3 separate regions of the Ovis aries genome follow, and regions 2 and 3 are each linked to region 1. Evidence: chromatin contacts called from public Hi-C data. All regions are on one chromosome and are shown on one strand. Each heading gives the region's core, a stretch centred on a gene start, on an enhancer-like site or on the middle of the called end of the contact. The rest is flanking DNA. Distances are from core to core; before and after follow the strand shown. Region 1 overlaps LOC105603846 (a long non-coding RNA gene). Region 2 overlaps KIF13A (kinesin family member 13A). Region 3 has its middle 13 kb from the start of FAM8A1.

The links. A called contact is a pair of places that touch in the nucleus more often than the background predicts.
Region 2: a contact with region 1 is called in a Hi-C map of liver, with 9 times the contacts expected there. The contact joins two enhancer-like sites. A contact is called at or near these places in 8 of 16 Hi-C or Micro-C datasets (blood, hypothalamus, liver and 4 more).
Region 3: a contact with region 1 is called in a Hi-C map of liver, with 7 times the contacts expected there. The contact joins two enhancer-like sites. A contact is called at or near these places in 11 of 16 Hi-C or Micro-C datasets (blood, hypothalamus, liver and 5 more).

The regions. Positions count from the first base shown.
Region 1 is chr20:39,369,676-39,374,350 of ARS-UI_Ramb_v3.0, reverse strand. The region is part of intron 3 of LOC105603846 (a long non-coding RNA gene); the gene reads right to left. Among named protein-coding and RNA genes, the nearest start is that of STMND1, 36 kb to the left of the region's middle. Within about 2 kb of position 2,315, at least 3 of the 54 cell types and tissues checked have an H3K27ac peak or open chromatin away from gene starts, as enhancers often do. A contact at or near this core is called in liver, where this site is marked.
Region 2 is chr20:38,945,502-38,950,176 of ARS-UI_Ramb_v3.0, reverse strand. KIF13A (kinesin family member 13A) reads right to left here. Exons shown (of 40, transcript XM_060403490.1): 18 at 4,177-4,339; 19 at 2,836-2,976; 20 at 1,777-1,926. Among named protein-coding and RNA genes, the nearest start is that of NUP153, 67 kb to the left of the region's middle. Within about 2 kb of position 1,801, at least 1 of the 54 cell types and tissues checked has an H3K27ac peak or open chromatin away from gene starts, as enhancers often do. A contact at or near this core is called in liver, where this site is marked.
Region 3 is chr20:39,106,862-39,111,536 of ARS-UI_Ramb_v3.0, reverse strand. No RefSeq gene overlaps it. Among named protein-coding and RNA genes, the nearest start is that of FAM8A1, 13 kb to the right of the region's middle. Within about 2 kb of position 2,041, at least 3 of the 54 cell types and tissues checked have an H3K27ac peak or open chromatin away from gene starts, as enhancers often do. A contact at or near this core is called in liver, where this site is marked.

The DNA.
Region 1 (4,675 bases), core at 1,066-3,565:
ACAATTTTACAGTCAACACCAAAATGCCAGCTTAATAGTCTTAAATTTCATCTCATAAATTCTATAAAATGAACATTTTCATTTTTACCAATGCAGGAAAGTTCAATTTCCAGAGGAATATTATGGCAATGAGCAATTGCTGATTAGTCCAGAATACTTGGAACCATTTATTTTGTTTAATTCTCCAAGAAAGGACCATTTATCCCTCTGTCCTTCTAGACATGTTGAAATCTGTACAACTTGAATGAGGGAAATCCACACAGAAAAAACAAACAAACAAACAAGCAATTACCAGCTGCAGCTGATGTAGAGAAATTCACTTGGACCTTAGTCCTTGACTTCAGGTGCTAGGGGCCTGCCAATTAGGTGCTAGAAAGAGGAACTTCTCTAGTGCAACCCTGTCTACAACAAAGCAACATCTAATTTATTCATGCTCTGGTCTTGAGGCAATTTATTGTCAATGTCAAATCATTCTATTAGATAGTCTTTTTTAATTGAACTTATTATTTTGCAATTGTAAGAAACAATACAGCGAAATACAATGTGCCCTTTATCTACTTTCCCAGGGGTAACATCCTACAAAACTGTGCTATAATACAATACCACAACCAGGATATTAACATCAATTCAATCAAGATCCAGGCTATTTCCATCACTACAAGGATGGGGCTTCCCTGGTGGTCCAATGGTTAAGACTTCGTCTTCCAACTCAGGAAGTATGGGATCCCTAGCCAGGGAGCTAAGAAGATCCCACACACCTCAGGGCAAAGAAACCAAAACATAACACAGAAGCAATACTGTAACAAATTCCATAAAGACTTTAAAAGTGGTCTACATTTTAAAAAATCTTTTAAAAAATAATAAATAAGATTATTTTATAGTTTTAAATTTGTGCGTTGAAAATCACATAACATGCACCATCTTAACATGTTTTAGTGCACAATTTGGTAATAAGTATATTCATATTGTTGTACAACGGGCTTCACTCTTGTCTTAACTGAAGTATAGTTCACTTACAGTACTATGTTATTTTCAGGTATCCAAAATAGTGATTCACTGTTTTTATAGATTCTACTCCATTTAAAGTTACTACAAAATAATGGCTGTATTTCCCTGTGCTACAATATATGCCTGTTGCTTATCTATTTCACATAGAGTTGTTTGTATCTCTTAATCCCATACCCCTTTCTTGCCCCTCCCTCATTCCTTCTCCCCATTGGTAACCACTAGGCCTGTTTTCCTTATCCGTGAGTCTGTTTAAAATATCTTTACTGTTGTTTCTTCTTACTCCAGTCTTTGAATATTAAGCATCTGCTCTTTGCCGGGCCCTGTCCTAAATACAGTGGTAGGCTAGGCATGTCACTAGCAATATGTAAGATGGGGGACCTGATTATGAAAATTTAACCTCTTGGGGAGGGGAAAGCACATGTACACATGAGACTTTCAAAACTGGATAGTATAAGTCCCAATTTCTAAAGTGGATATTTTCCAAAAGACAGATCATAGACTAATTAAACAATCCTTCTCATTTCCACTTCTTTTTTTCCCTCATCCCCTTGTCTCTATTTTTTCCTTAGACATTTAAGAAACAAAGCTTGGTGAAATTGCAAAGTGACTATCTAATTACTCTCAGTACACTAAGAACTTTTTTATTTTCTGTGAAATTTTCTTAATCACAAGGACTTTCTTTAAAAGGTTCATCCTTCTGTAGTGATTTGCTTTGGTCTGTGTCCAGCAGATGGCACCAAAGGATAGTTAATAGAAGTCAATATGCACCTCCACTGTAGACTAACAATCTATTGGAGTTTATAGCATTTTTCAGCCCTTCTACTTGATTGTATAATAATCAAAACTTTGGATGGTCTGTCTCATGAATATTTTAGCTTCTGGGTCACTATTACATTCTCCAACACATCTCTTAATTCTTGATGATTTCAATGTCCTTGTGGAAGATCCTTCCTACATCCTTCACTTCTTCATTTGGTTCCTTGACTTTCTTATGCCCCGGATCTTTTCCACTAGAGAGCTCAGAACATTTACTTTGTACTGGTCCTCTTTTCTAGCTACACACTTTTGACCTGAAACAAACAGACTACCAGACTCTCCAGCAAAAATGGGTTAAGTTGGGATCAACAGAGAATTTAAATTTGGGGTGTGCAACCATGGCAGGCCACATGCAAGCCCCCACACCACCCTGCCCCGGAGCAATGGAAGACTTTTATAAGAGGAAAAGAAAGTCGGCAGGGTTGTAGTAAACAAAGAGTCCATAGCTTTTGGCTGAGTCCTTGCCAGGAAAGGAGTCTTTTTCTTCCTGCTCGGTCAAGCATGTCCCAGGGTGAGAGAGCTCCTCCTCCAGGTTTCCCAACTCTACTTAATTGTTGTTTCTGCTTATTATTATTACTTTACAATACTCACCTTAATAGCATTCACTCTGTCTGATGGCTTTAAATACCAGCTACATGCAGAGGATCGCCAAATTTATATCTTCCTTAAGTCTAGGCTTCATTTGGCTGTGCCATCAGCATCTCAACACGTTCCAAATAGAGCTCTCTCCCTCTCAAAGCCATTCCCTTCTCCACTCCTCCCCAAACAAAACCTGACAGCATCCATGACTTCTCTCTTTCTCTCACGTTTTCTACCTGGTCCTTTAGCAGATCCTGTCAGCTCTTCTTTCAAACTATATCCAGAGTCTGATCACTTTTCACCACCTACACTAAATCCCTGTCGGAGCCAAAGCCATCTCTCACCTGAATTGTTGTCATAGCCCTCTAATTCATCTCCCTGCTTCTGCCCCCTCTCCCTTCAGTCGACTCTGAAGACAGCAGCCAGATTGACAATTCTAAAATAGGAGAGATCTTATTATCACTTTGCTACTCAACATTACAAAGTCCTCATCTCATAACCAAGTAAAAGCCAAAATAGAGGTCTACAAGGCCATGTAAGAACAGACTCCAGCCCCCACCTCACCATCCTGTTCTCTTGGATCTTCCCTTCATTCCCTCCAATCATGCTAGTCCCTCTACGTTCATCCCACCGCAGAATCTTTGTACATTTTGCTCCCTCTGCCTGGAAGGCTCCTCCCCGAGACAGCTGATTGGTCACTCTTCCCCCCGCTCCAGGTGGGACAGCCAATGAGCTTTTCCCTGGATGAAACTACAGTTTAGCCACTCCCATAATTCTCTAGCCCGCACCGAGCTTTATTCTGGGGCGGTTTATGCACACACGTGCACTCATGTATGTGCACATACACACACACACACACACATTTTATTACTCCTCTCTCCCTAGCTACAGTGTAAGACCCATATGGGAGAAGACTTGTGTCTGTTTTGTCACTGCTGAATCTTTAGGGCCAACACGGGTGCCTTGCAAGCAATTGGAAGGCAATAAAACTTGTTGAATGAGTGAATGAATGATTGATTACTTGTTAAAAACTTGTTGAATGAGTGAGTGACTGATTACTCTACATTGAATTAGTGGTTGAATCCCAGAATATTTCTCAGCTGGCCAGTCTCACCTAACCCTCGTGACATAGAGTACTTTGCCCTTTTGAAGTATGTACAAGCAGGGGCAGATCTCCAAGCCCTTGGTCAAGGTCTTTATTGAAACAGATTGAAACTCAGAAGAAATGAACTCATGTTCTGTGAATCATTCACCGACAAATACTCTTCCAACTATCCCCTTTCCTTGATCCAGCTTTTATCTGAAGATATGACTCCTAATGGCATAAATCCTACAAGGCTGAACACGATGACATGTATTGTAAAATACCAGCCAGTGAGAGAAGAACATCTTCACTTAGAATCATCTATAAATTTGGAATTTTTTCAGCCTAGCCAATATTTTCAGAGAAGGCAATGGCACTCCTCTCCAATACTCTTGCCTGGAAAATCCCATGGATGGAGGAGCCTGAAAGGCTGCAGTCCATGGGGTCGCTGAGGTCGGACACGACTGAGCGACTTCATTTTCACTTTTCACTTTCATGCTTTGGAGAAGGAAATGGCAACCCACTCCAGTGTTCTTGCCTGGAGAATCCCAGGGGCGGGGGAGCCTGGTGGGGTTGCACAGAGTCAGACACGACTGAAGCGACTTAGCAGCAGTAGCAGCAGCAGCCAATATTTTAGAGCCCTGAAAATGGATGACTGTAATTTGTTTTTGTGAACAGGCTAAGTTTCTCCAGTGGCCGTGTATTTGTCTTTAAGCCCTAAAATATTTGCACTAATATGAATTAAAAGGAAAGATTTTGGGCTTCTATCCTCTAAATTACATGTCCTATATTTCAAATGTGGTGGGTATTATTAAACCATTTCTCTTGTCAGATGAAAATTTTTTATTTGCTGTATATTTGCTTAGAGGAGAGAGAATTCACACCCAAACTCGTTTGCATCAGATTTTAAACGCTAAAGTCTTTTTGGGAGGTTTGGGTAAGGAATGGAAAATGTGACATTAATCCTTCTGTAGACAGTATAGTATTCTAAGGATGTTCATTATGGAAATTTGTGTATTTCCCACAATGTCCAGCCTTAAACAGTTTCCAGAGCTAGGTAACTGATAGCTCAACTGCCATCTAAAGAATGAATCTGCTTTTTCACTTTGAGTGCTTTTAGGCTTTAGGAAAAAATCAAACAACCCTTTGCCTAAATAGTGTCCTTGACTCTCCCGTCTTTCAGGCAAC
Region 2 (4,675 bases), core at 552-3,051, 420 kb after region 1:
AGACCTGGAGTGCGGTAATCAACCAGGTTTATCTTGGATACCACACTTTAAGGCTGTAACGACAAGTTGTGAAGGGGACACACGCGCAGGGGGTGCTGCTGTCATCTTAAACAGTGAGGCTCATTCTCAAAGACAGCTCAGATCACCTTCTGCAGAGCAACCGGCCCTGGCACCCAGGACCTGTGAGATATTAGTTGATGGTATTTGACAAGTGAGACAAATGTGGAGGAAGGAGTATGAGAAAAGGAAGAAAGGAAATATGAGAAATCAGTTAGAAGATGGTACTTCTTAAGCTTTTTACTCCTAATGTTTTTTGAGAACCTAATACATTTTTAGTAAAATTTTAGGGGTATCAATGGAACACGCAAAGCCCACCATGGACCCTAGCTTAAGTAACCCTGACTAGGGACTCAGCTACTAGGTCTCTTTGCCATTGGAGTTGTGCCCACTTTTAACATGGGAAAAAGCAACTTAGCTCACTGGTCTCCCACACCATAGTGTTCACAGGGGGGTTACACATGTGGGAATATGAGACATGTATTTACACATCACAGCTGGGAACCTAGGGTTTATTTTCTGGGTTCACTTCAGGCAGAGTGGAGCCCTATCCTCAGCCTGCTCTAAGAACCACGAACCATATGTAAACTACATAATTAGTGGGAATTTGCTGTATGATGCAGAGAGCTCAAACTGGTGCTCTGTGACAACTTAGAGGGGTGGGAAGGGGTGGGAGGAAGGTTCAGGAGGGAGGGGACATATGTATACCTACGGCTGCTGATTCATGTCGATGTATGGCATAAACCAACACAACATTGTACAATTATCCTCCAATTAAAAATAAATTTTTAAAGTAAAATAAAAATGTAACTTAAAAAGAAAAAGAAGCATGAAAAACAACTTAGTATTTCCAAGTTTGCATGTTATTAAAGAGCAAATTACTTTTAAATTTAGTAGCATCATGAAATATTGATGCTACTAAATTTAAAATGAAGACATTCATTAATGAACTGGGTAATAAAAAAAATGTTTGAACTTGAACATTTTCTAAAATGTTTCAGGCTGACATAAGGCCAATATAATGAAATAACTGAAATATGAGAGGTATTTTTTTTTAAAGAGGTAGTAACAATGGAATGGTTCAGCTTGTTTGCTTTGAATATTTCAGATTTCAAAATATTCCCCTCAAGTTATATCTTATAAGGGCTTCCCTTGTGGCTCAGATGGTAAAGAATCTGCCTGCAATGTGGGAGACCTGGGTTCAATCTCTGGGTTGGGAAGATCCCCTGGAGAAGGGAACAGCTACCCACTCCAGTATTCTAGCCTGGAGAATTCCATGGACAGAGCAGCCTGGCAGGCTATACAGTCCATGGGGTCACAGAGAGCTGGACATGACTAAGCGACTTTCACTTTCACTTTTATATCTTGTAAGGACCACTTAGGGGCCAGGAAGGAGCTAAATGGTATTACGAAGGTAAGAGCTTAAAAGAGAAGCCAATGTGGGCACAGAGCCGAATCTGGTCTCCAAAAGATTTCTAACTTGATTAAAACAAAGAAAATCCTTGTGAACCACAAACAAAAAACATATTCTAATAATCTTTTAAAGCCATGAATTAATGTTGATAGTTCCTATTGATATTAGTAGGGAAAAAAGAACATGATCCTGAGGCTTCACCCTAGTTTCTGGATCTAAACCAAGAACATAACTTAAATCGAGTTAAAACAACAAAAACCACACTTGGGCCATGGTCATTTTCTCCCAGCCTGGCTTGTCCTTACCTCCCCCTGCTGGCTGATGATAGGAACTGCATACTGAAGCTTCACATCACAGAAGAGACACTCCAGGAACACGTTCGCAACGCCAATCAGGTTGTGATTCTCTTGGGCTTCATAGAAAGGGTCACCTCGTTTCCCGCAGAGTCGCTTTGCCTGAGTGGCAGGACAGGTTGGGGGATTGGGGGGAGGGGGTGAGTAGGGAAAGAAAACATCAACCTAATACTATTTAAAACCAGCTATTTTAAAATGTTTCAAAAAGAAAGCATTTATCCATATTGATTAAAAGTAAAATCAGAATCATGTCATACAAATAAAACAAAACTAGCACGGGAGGTGCTTGTTAGGGCGATAACTGATGAAAAGGCGTGGAAAGCCTTTCTATCAGTTATAGCCCCACCTACCACACACCTCACCCCAACCCTCCCCCTCTTCCCTGGCACACCCTACCTGCATGGTCCTACTCCCTGAGCTTTGGTTCACTTCCTTCGTTGAGTCCTTTTCTCCATTGCTAACGTCCGAACAATGGACCATGCTCTCTAAAATTATTCTTAGCGTGCACCCAGCCATGAATACCGCTAGGAGAGCATGAGCATATGCTAATGAACACAAAACCCATGCTGGCCCATCTAAGCTGGTTTTTAACACCACCGACAAAACAGCACAAATTCACTTTTCCCACTTCATTTCACTTGAAATGTACCAAAGATACAGAAGGTGCTAGGTGTTCTCTTCACGTAGTTCCTATCTGTGTGAGGATCACATATTTTATGACCCATCCACCTGACTTTCACTTTACATTTCTAATATAAATGTCCCCAGCATCACTACAGATACTCAGTGATGTGCATGTGTGTGTTCTGATGATTGTGTGTTAGTCGCTCAGTCGTGTCCGACTCTTTGTGACCCCATGGACTGTAGCCCACCAGGTTCCCCCATCTGTGAAATTCCCCAGACAACAACAGTGGAGTGGGTTGCCATTTCCTTCTCCAGTTCTGATGGTTAAGTCACTCATATTCTGTCCTTTTAATGCAACCAAACTCCTTGACATTCTGTCCCTTTTACCTCAGGAATCTTTTCCTTCCATTCTTGATAAAGGTCTCTCATATCAATTAATTTATTCTCCAGCTTCTCAATGGTCCACACTTGGGTGCTCTTGCCTTTCCTCCTCACCTGAATAGCTGGCTCACTCACTATTGCTCCTCTCTGTAGAATATAGGAAAACAAAGACAAAAAAATCAAACACAGCAAATCCTGTTATAACGTTTTTGGACTGCTGAAGCAATATGCATTATCACCAAGGAGAAAGTTTGAAAAAGACACATAATGTATACAAAGAAAGATGAAATCTACCATATACAGAATATTCTAGTTTATTTTCAATCTTCTTTGTAGGGCCGTGCATGCACGTTTTATTTTAAATCACACTCAGAACCAAGCAAAAATACAAATTTCCCATCCCAATTCTTTCTCCACAGTGAACCTTTTTGTGTGGTTAAATGTTCTTCAGGAGCAAAATGTTTAATAGCAACAAAGTGATCTGTTATGGGGATGTATCACTCATTTGATTAATTAGTCTACTGCCCAACATCATGGCTATTTCAAATGTTTGCTATTACAAAGGTAACTATGATAAGCATCCTTGTACAAAAGCACATAAACCTTTACAAACACTTTTGTAAGTACGGATTTAGAGTAAATTTTGCAAAGGAGAACTACTTGGTCAAAAGACTAAAATGCAAGAAGGCTGATGAGATACTCTCTGACTCATTTCTCACTCACTTGTCGGAGGGAAAAATGAATGGAGGAAAAATTACTTTTCAAGGTTTCTCCCTAAAGAAAAAAATCTTGAAGTTTTAATGATGGAAACTTCTGAGTGGCTGCAAAGAATCCTTCTGTGTATATAAAACAGGGACCATAGGAGTTTTCCTTTCTTGTCACTGTCTCTGAATGGTACTATTATAAGATATTTACATATCCCCCACTTCAGGAGGCATTTATATGAGAGAGAAAAGCAAGAGGAGTTAGTTATATCCATTTCTAGTTTTCTTATTTATTTCTGGCTGCACCGCGTAGCTTGTAGGATCTTAGTTTCCCAGCTAGGGAGTGGACCCTGGACCACAGCAGTGACAGTGCAGAGTCCTAACCACTGGACCACCAGGGAATTCCCAAGTTGCAATGTTTTAAAGAAAGCATTTAAACTAGCAACTCTTTCAGCCCTCCAGATTCTCATATTCTGATCATATATACCCAAAGAGGTTTCTAGAGGGGATCTTTAAAAGAACAAACCCTCCAGCTCACATCAGGGTCTCTTCACAGATGTTCTGCGGACGTCAAGGTGATGTTCTACCTCTCAGAAGCTACTGCTGCACCTCTTGCCCTCCTCCCCTTTGAGAGCATTCTTACCTTCCTGTTGGCACTGAGGTTCGCAGCAGGGATCTGCAGAGTCACCTGGTAGTCGGTGAGCTTGCTCATCTCCTCGGCTAAGAAGTTTGCCTCTCTCACCAGGGTGTTGGCTTTCACCAGCTGCTCCCGCAGTTTTGCCAAACTTTGGCGAAAGAGTTCATCCCTGCAAGCAGCAGAGAAGGAAGTGAGCACATCCGGAAGAAAACTGCAATCCCGTTTTCCAAGTGAGTCATACTGTTAGAAAGTAGTTAAGAATCTCCTCTCAGACAATTATCTTTCAACCTATTTTTGCCAATTCACCTCTTATCCTTCCCTCTTCCCACTGGGGTTCCATGGGTTATCCACTGGTAACCAGGGATGAGAAGCAAATGTATGGGGTAACTTAACTTCCAACCATGTTTTAAATTCTATAATATTTGAAAAAGAATAGATTTTGATATGAAAATGCAAAAAAAAAAAAAAAAAGCCCAATAAAACATTCCTTTAGGAAAAAGAAATC
Region 3 (4,675 bases), core at 792-3,291, 260 kb after region 1:
AATGTTTTAGTTGTAATTTCTTCTTTTTTCTTAATTAGCATTGCCAGAATTTTATGTATTGTTTTTCCTTTCTGAAAACTAGTTATTGGATTTGTTGACAAGTTATACTATCATTCTGCTTTCTAATCTTTTAATTTTGATGACTAGCTCATTTTTTTATTGTTTTAATATTATAAATAATCCTACAGGAAATATGCTTGACTTGCATCTTTGTACCCTAGTGCTTATATTTCTATAAGGTAGATTTCTAAAAGGGGGATTAATGAGTCACTAGTCTAGTTTTCTTTAATGTTAATGAATACTGCCAAATTGCCCTTTTAAAAAGTTGTGCAATCTTACACTTCCACAAACTATGAGTGAATCTGTTTTTCCATATCTCATCAACACTGGGTACCATCAATCTTAGTGATGTTCCCAGTCTGATAGGTAAAAATATGATATGGCCTATTTATGCACAAAGCTGACAGAATGGAGGTGGGGCAGCCTACTATATAAAAAGCACGTATATTATCATGGTTAGCAAATGAGAGTCAAATGAGCCAGGATATTGAATTTAGAAGATCAACAAAACTCTCTGATAAGGGAAAAAATGGAGAAGAAGTCAGCAGAATTATGGAATTTTTCATTCTTTAAAAAGAATGATGGGGGCCAAGAACAGAGTTGGCATTAGATGAAGCAGATATCACGTTAATGTCGTACATGTTATCACTCCAAATTAGCCTTCAGGGGGAATCTCACTTTATCATGAAGATAAGAAAAACCATGTAAAAAAAGTAATAATGGTGCTGTGGAGGGAACTCAGGAAGAAGTTTGGCAGGAGGTACGCAAGGTCAAGGGGGAAATTTCAAGGGAAGAATCTGAGTTAGTGAGATGAGGGCTAAATTGATCTGGTGGTCAAAAGCTTCCATGATTTTTCCCCTTGGGTTGGTTGCTTCCAGTGTTAATAAATAAAGGAGCAGCAGCAGCTACTGCTGCTGCTAATTCGCTTTAGTCGTGTCTGACTCTGTGCTGCCCCATAGACGGCAGCCCACCAGGCTCCGCTGTCCCTGGGATTCTCCAGGCAAGAACGCTGGAGTGGGTTGCCATTTCCTTCTCCCATGCATGAAAGTGAAAAGTGAAAGTGAAGTCACTCAGTCGTGCAGACAGAGGCAAATCAGTGGTTTTCATGTACATCATGATGTATCAACACTCAATAGTTTATAAATATTTTTCTTTGTGTTTCATAACAGTGTTCCATTGCTGACTGTACGAAAGCCAAACTCAGCCCCCTGTCTTGACCCTTCTGTATATCCTACACTTTCCAACATCTCACCGGGGCTCTCTCTTTCTGGCTTCTTTCCTCCCTTACATCATAGTCACCCTACTTATTTTCAGCTTTTTATCTCAAGCTTGAAAGTTGAAAGTGAAAGTCATTCAGTCATGTCTGACTCTTTGCAACCCCACAGACTGTAACCTCTATCCATGGAATTCTCAAGGCATGATCACTGGAGTGGGTAGTGGGCATGACTTGGAGAAGGATTCCCCTTCTCAGTGGGAATCTTCCCGACCCAAGGATCAAACCATTCATACCTAAAAAGCTTTCACCTCACCCCCAATTCTCATATTTCACAAGTAAAATCTAATCCTAACCTAAAATAGTCTTTCTTTTTACTGGAATTTCCTGGGCACTATGTATATGTCTGGGCTTCCCAGGTGGCACAATGGTAAAGAATATGCCTGTCAAGCAGGAGACATGGGTTCAATCCTTGGCTCAGGAAGATAACCTGGAGAAGGAAATGGGAACCCACTCCAGTTTTCTTGCCTGTAGAATCTCATGGACAGAAGAGCCTGGCAGGCTACAGTCCATGGGGCCGCAAGAGTTGCACACGACTTAGCAACTCAACAACAGTGTACGTGTATACATGACTCAGAGCTAGTCAACAGTTCTTGGTCTCTGTCCGTATAAATGGACAAAATTGGAGGGATGATTTTTAAGATCTCAGGTTCTGAAATCGGGTTTCAAGAGTGTGGTGGTTCTTAGCTTTGGAAATTCCTCCACCTACTGGTTGTCTGAAGTCAGTTTACACTGAGATCAATGTTGCTTTATGAGTCTGCCCATTTTCAAGAATATCGTGTGCCTCTATGGATGCTGACACATTTATAAATCACTTTGAATTCCTAAAATTCTGTTACGAAGAGAATGTATTCTTAAACAATATTATAAAGCAGATGATAAATTTCTTAATGCTGTTTGACAACCACTGGAGGGCAGAAAAGTATCATATAGTGACTTGCTGCAAGTCTGGCTAGAGAAGGAAAAGATACCTTGTTTTATGTACATTTCTAAAAGAAATCAAATTATGTTAATATTTAATCTTTTATTGGGTGCATGGGACATCTTTTCAGGTGAAACTTCTGATAGTGGTTATATACTTTTTTCAAATTATTTTCCACCAGCATATCAGATCAGACAAAAGCAATTTGTCATCAGGCAGTGGGTTTGTCAATATTACTAAGAAGAATAGTTGAAATATGTTGATAAACTAAATATCACTAAAGATTAAAGAAATCAATTCTAAAACAACAGCTCCATGGCTGCCCAATTTTTAGGAACTCCTCAGTTACCCTAACATAGAAAAAGTGAAAATGTTAGTCACTCAGTCATGTCTGACTGTTTATGACCCCATGGACTGTAGCCCACCAGGCTCCTCTGCCCATGGAATTCTCCAGGCAAGAATCCTGGAGTGGGTTGCCATTTCCTTCATGAATTCAAACATGGCTTACAATTATTAGCTACTTTCCTAATGCCTCCTCTTCCAAAATAAACTCCTGGAAGATTAGAATCCAAGTACCATGTCTCCTTCCACACCTTCAATCAGCCTTTTGCCCTTCATCCCAAAGAACTACTCGGGTAAAGCCAGCGATGACTCTTTAATGGCTGAATCCAATTAAGTTTCTTTCGTTAAAGGATCATAAACCAGCCTGTGCTAACTTAACATGTAAGAGGAATTTACTAGAAGAACATCAGTCTCTAAACTTAAAGGAAGACATGCAGGTCTAATCAGAAGTCTTATCAGGGATCTCTGCTGGCATTACATTTGTGCCATCCCTGGATCACTTGGTTCAAGTTTCCAAGTCCCAGGTGAGCCCATCCAACTTGCTGAGCTCGGGTCGCACGCTCATCCCATGACTCAGAATGACAGAACAGAAGTCCCAGTTTGAGATGTCAATGACTGACTTACTTAATGAGATCAGCCCTGAGCTGACATCCCTTCCCCCACTTCCTCTATTTCCCATTCTCTCATAGTAAATACATCACAAGTTCTGGTTAAAATAACTGTATTGATATTATTATGACTCTGTAAATATTATTTGCTGATGGGCTGAGTAGTAACTATGATTAATGTTTCCTGTCCAGGGTCTTTTTTTTTTTTTCTTGGCATTTTTTTCACGGTTTCTTTCCTCTCATCCTTATTTCCTCTCTCTGTTTAAGAGTCTGTAGGAGAACAGCTTACGCCCCACTCGGAGGTGGCTCTTCCTCATTCAGGGTCCTGAGGGGTGGAAGCTGCGGATGAGACTCCAGTGGCCAGATGAGCGCTCCAGTCCTCAGCAGGGAACTGCTGGTCTGTGTCTACACCGGGCACCTGTGCACCTCGAGACCAGTCTGTGTCCTCAGGCTGAGTAGCCATCAGCCCAGGAGCTGGAGCAGTCGGTTCACCCCGAAATTCTCCCTAGGTCACAGCCTTTCTCAGCAGCAGCCTGCTCTTCCTTTGCAGCCTCCTCAGGATCTTTTTCAGAAGTAAAGCTCAGTCTTCCCTGGTGGTACAGACAGTAATAAACCCTCCTGTGATGCAGGAGACCCAGGTTCCCATGTCTCCTTCATTGGCAGGTGCGTTCTTTACCCCCTAGTGCCACCTGGGGAGCCCCCCAGGTTTTCCGTATATCTATCCAATCATCTTTTTAACTGTCAAATACTCATCAATTATTATGCTCCACAGCTCATAGATTGAGATCTATAGATTTCACTTTTGTGTAGGAGACTTCTTTCCATAAGCTTTTCTACTCTTATTTTTATATACTAATAGGTTTCAGGGTGGAGTGATAAGCTGGTAAACCAAACTTTTGCTCTTGGAACTCCAAATGGCAACATATAGAAGGCTTTTTCAGCAACCATTTGTTTTCTCCAAAGAACACTCCAGTATTCAGTTTGGGAGGCATGGGTTTAGCTGATGGGATTTCAAAAAAAAGGAACAGGAAAAAATTGGGGTGTGGGGAGTCACACATATTCAGCTTTCCAGATGGTGCAGTGGTAAAGGATCCGCCTGCCAATGCAGGAGATGCAAGAGGCGGGGCTTTGATCCCTGAGTCTCGGGACGATTCCCTGGAGTAGGAAGTGGCAACCTTCTCCAGTATTCTTGCCTGGAAAATTCCATGGACAGAGGAGCCTGGTGGGCTAAAGTCCATATAGTCCATGTGGTCTCAAAGTGTCGGATACAACTGGGCGAATGAACACACAAATACACTCAGCATACAGACTCACTTATCATTTCCCTGTGAACACTGTACTCCACTTCCAGTTCCCAAAGAACCCATATGTACCTCCAAGTTCTGAGCCTGTCCTCAAGTCAGTGACCTTCTGTCTTGCAAAACTGCAGCCACCTCGTTAATTCTATAACTTTATTCCTCTGTTTCATTT